Regions from separate parts of the Xenopus laevis genome. Here region 1 is linked to region 2. The links are chromatin contacts, called in public Hi-C maps. All regions are on one chromosome and are shown on one strand. The core of a region is the stretch at or near the end of the contact, and the rest is flanking DNA. Distances in the headings are between cores, read along the strand shown. Region 1 overlaps LOC108698051 (slit homolog 2 protein). Region 2 has its middle 14 kb from the start of LOC108698051.

What was found. A called contact is a pair of places that touch in the nucleus more often than the background predicts.
Region 1: a contact with region 2 is called in a Hi-C map of the XL177 cell line, with 3 times the contacts expected there. A contact is called at or near these places in 2 of 4 Hi-C or Micro-C datasets (the XL177 cell line and the XTC cell line).

What each region holds. Positions count from the first base shown.
Region 1 is chr1L:31,685,630-31,688,329 of Xenopus_laevis_v10.1, forward strand. It overlaps LOC108698051 (slit homolog 2 protein), which reads left to right. Exons shown (of 41, transcript XM_041588218.1): 40 at 1,627-1,714. Among protein-coding and RNA genes, the nearest start is that of pacrgl.L, 22 kb to the right of the region's middle.
Region 2 is chr1L:31,476,427-31,479,346 of Xenopus_laevis_v10.1, forward strand. No RefSeq gene overlaps it. Among protein-coding and RNA genes, the nearest start is that of LOC108698051, 14 kb to the right of the region's middle.

The DNA of each region.
Region 1 (2,700 bases), core at 37-2,536, 210 kb after region 2:
AGAAAGGTCTCTGCTGTGATTATTAAAGGTTGAGTTTTGTTTTCTTTAAAAATTAGAGGTTTTTTTCATTGTTTTGCGCCAAAGCAACACAAAATCCAAATCCGAAATTACTCCAGCTAAAGCTGTTGAATTCATGTAAAAGTCAATGGCAGAGATCCATTTAACCATTTGAAGAATTGTTTTTGCCTCCATGATTTTCGGGTGTTTTGGGGTGATTGACTCTGATTTTCGCTCGAAAACTCGGTAAATTAAAATTTTAAGCCTAAACTCAAAAAGAATTTTAGGTATTCATTAAAACTCAAATTGTTCAAGTTTTTTTTTATTATCTGATTTTTTTTTTTTTAGTTAATTATTAATTAAATTAGCCAAATTCGTGGATGGGAGTTAAGTTGGGTTTGTTTCTGGTAAAATATGAGAAAAACACAAGTTTTAGTAAATAACCCCATAAATGTTGGGTTGCATTTGCAGACATGCAAGTAGTAGTACCCGTACAGACAAAATGGATCGTTTTTGAAGTCTGAAAATTTAAAAGAAATTGTGTATGTTTTGCATGTGTTTTCATGCAATGCAACATTTATTTCCAGAATTCAAGTGTAGTTGATACAACAATGAAGCACAACATTTTCTGTCAGGTACTAGAGGTTGTAAGTTTTGCACTGAGGAAGGTATAAACGGTGAATGCCATGTTATATGGTAATTGGGGCCAAGAAGTTTCAATTTATGTACTTTGAAGCAATGATGATGTCTCGGACAACATTTGACCATTTGGCTGTAGTTTTAAAATACCCTTCAGGGTACTGCTGTAAACCGTCTCAGGGCATTTCAATTCCACAAGAAATATCTACGTTATTTATAACATTTAACTTTACATGAAAATATAATTATATGGTGATAAATAGTGATGGGCGAATTTGCGCTGTTTCGCTTCGCCGGAAGATTCGCACGAAATTTGCAAAACGGCGAAAAATACGCTAAATGGCGCCGGCGTCCGTTTTTTTTCGCGGGCGTTTCGCAAATTTATTCACCGCGAATTCGCCACGAATTCGCGCCAGGCGAATAAATTCGCCCATCACTAGTGATAAAACCTGTTTTCTGATTCATACTAAGGAAAATATGAATAAAAATCAACTGCATACATTAAATTGATATATCATTTATATATTCCATGTGTGTGAGTATAGGTTATAGATTTATTCTCAATGTTGAACAACAAGAGGGTCAGACTGGGCCGACGGGACACCGGGAGGAAACCCGCTGGGCACCCGGCCCAGATCCACGATTTGGAAGCTCCTTCCTGCTGCATCCGCCAGAGAAACGTGATTGGCAGTGGGGGACCCCCAGTCTCACCCTGGATAACAATATGCTAAACAATGGACTGACATATCCATAAGTTTTTGCCTATTGCACAAATATTTTGCAATCATGGAACACAAGTTGTATATGCAATGCATATGGAATAGTGGTTTAAAATGTAGTAAATTAAAGGAAGGAAAGAAACTGATTCATTCAAATGTACCCCAATGTTCACCTCTGCAGTCTTTTTATTCATATTTTCAAATTCACTTAGTATCTTTAACCTGATATGTTCTGGCTATTCTATATCAATTTTCTATTTTTCCCAACTAGGGAAGCCAATGATTCTACTCTTAGCTTTATCACAAACTTTGCTTTTCACCCTTCAGCTTTCACTGATTTATCCCAACGAATTCCACAGGTGAGATGGTCACTATCTCTGGACTCATCTTTTATTCTGTCCTGGTGTCTCACCCCCCCTCATATCAGTGTCTTCCTTTGAGTTTTGCTTCAGTTGAATTTCAATATCACTGTGGTTGCACAATGGAAAACATAGTTGGGTTAGGGAGTACAGATGATTCATTTTGGATCTTTAAAAACTTTTTAAGGAGTAATTTATGAAGCTAATGGAATGTTACTTGAAGAATAGTATAGAACAAAAATGCTAATAAATAAAATTGCATGCTCTCTGGAACAGTTGCCTTGCTGTAAACAGAACCAGCTGTTCAGGTTATGAAAACTGGGTTGAATTCTGCATTTGAAAAAGAAAAATACAATTTTGCTGTCACTATAATAGTGACATGTTACTTAGATACCATATCAATTTTTTCTGAAACAATAACATTTACTAAACTTTGATGTGAGAAATCCTGAAGGATTCCCACAAATATGAATATTAGCATGTTTTGACTGTCAGGAAATAGTTTAACGGTTTTACACATTTATTAGGGGCTGATTCACTAAATTCGAGTGAAGGATTCGAAGTAAAAAAACTTCGAATTTCGAAGTATTTTTTGGGCTACTTCGACCATCGAATGGGCTACTTCGACCTTCGACTACGACTTCGAATCGAAGGATTTGAAGTAAAAATCGTTCGACTATTCGACCATTCGATAGTCGAAGTACTGTCTCTTTAAAAAAAACTTCGACCCCCTAGTTCGGCAGCTAAAAGCTACCGAAGTCAATGTTAGCCTATGGGGAAGGTCCCCATAGGCTTTCCTACGTTTTTTTGATCGAAGGATATTCCTTCGATCGTTGGATTAAAATCCTTCGAATCGAAGGATTTAATCGTTCGATCGAAGGAATAATCCTTCGATCGTACGATCGCAGAATTTGCGCTAAATCCTTCGACTTCGATATTCGAAGTCGAAGGATTTCAATTCCTAGTCGAATATCGAGGGTTAATTA
Region 2 (2,920 bases), core at 270-2,769:
GAACTGAAGGTGATGTTTTTAATGAGGACAATTGTTTTGATTTTGCTGCAATTTTAATATGCAAATTATGGTTTGTATTCAGTTTGATATAAGGATGCTTCTAAAATTATGGATTTAATGAAACTGTAAATAATAATTTAGGGTCAGGAATAGTCCCCATCTCTCAGGGAAGGCCGTTTTCAAGACAAAAAAAATTTAGATTAGTGAAAATTAAACGTTTTTGTGTTTATTTTGGAACCATTTATTTTGGAACCATTCAGAGGAATTCAAGAGAAAAGATTTTTTTTCCCCAATTTGCTGCAAAGGGATAATTTAAGTAATGTTACATTTTTTAGTATAATAAGTAAATGTATGGGATAAGCTTTCCGGAAATTACAGCTCCGAATTACAGGAAGGACGTCTCCCATAGACTCCATATTTTTCAAATAATTACAATTTTTAAACATGATTAGTGATGGGCAAATGTGTCCCATGTCCCGCGAGATTTGCGAAACGGCAAAAAATTCACTAAACATGAATTTTGACGCCTATGTCAATTTTGACGCCCACAATAAAGTCAATGGGCGTCCAAATAATGTTGACGCGTGACAGTTCTGACACTAGTAACTATTCCGACACACATCCAAATTTTTTTTGAAAATGGTGAATTTTCACTGGCAAATTTCCCCCGAAGTTTCATAAATTTATTCGCCGGCAGCGAAACACAAAATTCATTGTGAATTCGCACCTGGCGAATTTATTCGGCCATCACTAAAAATGATTTCTCTGCAATGATAAAACAGTAGCTTGTACTTGATCCAACCTAAGATATAATTCATCCTCATTGGAGGTAAAAACAATTCTATTGGGTTTATTTAATGTTTAAAGGATTTTCTAGTAAACTTGAGGTAGATCCATATTATGGAAAGATCCGTTATCTGGAAAACCCCAGGCCCAGAGCATTCAGCATAACAGGTCCCATACCTGTATATGTACTAACCTGAAAAATATATTTGACATCCATCTAACCTTATGGATGAATTGTAATTCCCAAACTCTGTAGGTGAAATTTGGATAGAAAAAGTGGGTGGGTGCTGGAAATAAAGTTTTTACCTAGGGGGTTCCAGGTTGAATATTTTATGTAGTTTATGTAACTCTGGTCGGGGTCACAGCTGAACTTCATTGTCCCAGGCCACCCCCTTGTCCATAAGACTCCAGCACAATTGTGCATCTCTACATGTTCATTCCAAGGCTGGTCTTTAATTTACCTACTGGTGATCATGTCTTTATAAAGGATATCCTGCATGGTAAGATAAGTGAATGCCAGGTTGGATGGAACTTCCTTGCACCCTGGGAAGGTTGTTATTTTTTCGGTAGTCTCAGCCGTGCCCCCTCATTGCCAAACAGGAATGCAGAGCAGCCCATCCTTAAAACAAAGCCCCCCTGTGGTTTGGAGAAGTGATGGTTTCTGTGTTGTTTTTGTTAAATGTTTTCTTTCAGCGTTCCGCCTCTTTAGTATGTGTTTTTGTTGTCTTGTGAACAGTAAATAGTCTCACTAGGGGTCTGACATGGAGGAGGGAGGGCAGAAAGACTTAGATTTTGTCCTGTCCGTGTCCTGTCCGTTTCTGGCTTCAAGGCAGTTTTGGTACTCGCTACCTGAAACTTGATTTCAATCTCAGCATATTGTACTATAAGCACTCCCCTCAGGGCATTGGAACAGCAACCCTTGATCTGCACTGATTAAATGCCACCCAGAGAAATACCTGTACAGGGAGAAATGTACAAGGGACAGAAATTGGCCAGGCCTCCCTTTGAAGCTCTGGGTAGCATTTGAATTATATGTTGTACACCTGTCTTCCCTCTAGCTGCAGCAATTGTCTAGCCAGCTTATCAGGACAGGGAATTGTGTATACATTACACACAACGCTTGTGCTAGGGCTCAGCTGTGCAATTACTCACTGTTTGCCACTGTACATTACACTGAGCAGAAAAAAAAGGCTTCTGGTTGCAAAAACATGGAAATTTTGGACAAAATAGATTGAAATCAGAAGTATATGCAACCTGCTCATCTAAACATCATGTGCATGCAGCATATTGATTGAAGTAGGTGCAAACTAAACAATGCTAGGGTCCTTATTTACTAAGCAAAGGGCAAAATGGGTTTGTGCTCAAAAGGCATGGAACTACCCCTACTTTAAAAGGAATTTGGCAGCACTGTATTCATAAGCAGCAGGCAGTCGGTTACATGTGGACACTCGCATTGATGCCCCCTAGCTTTGTTTTAAAGGGGTGGTTCATCTTTAAGTTAGCTTTTAACATGCTAGAGAATTGCCCATTTTAAGCAGCTTTCCAATTTTTTTTATAATTTTTTTTAATTACTTGCTTTCTTCTTCTGAGGTTTTCCACCTTTCAAATGGGGGTCACTGATCCCATCTAAAAAGCAAATGCTCTGTAAGACTAAAAATGTATGTTAGTGCTACTTTTTATTACTCATAAATTTAAAAAAAAATCAGATTTTTGCCAGAAACTCCGCGTGGACCATGCCATTGAAATAAGATGTTTGCCATTGACTTCTACAGGACTGACAGATTGGTGATGGCGGATTTTAGGATTCAGACTTTTTTCAGGCTCGGGGTACAATCAATTCTCAAAAAATCTGATTTTTTTTGGTCAAAAAATTTTTCCGTGATTTTTGTATTCATAGTTTTTAAACCTCAAATTTTTCTGGTTGGGCTTTTTGGGGCAAAACACATTCTTTGAGAATTTTTATTTCAAAGATTTATTATATCCTGTATAAGTCAATGGGAGAGGCACCTATTCTGAATTTAAGTTATGGTGGTCGTCAGTAGGTGTAACTGAAAATCCGAACTTTTTGGAGTTTAGGGCAAAAACTTGAAAAAATTGAGCAGTTGGGAAAAAAACAGAAAAATTTGAGCAATTC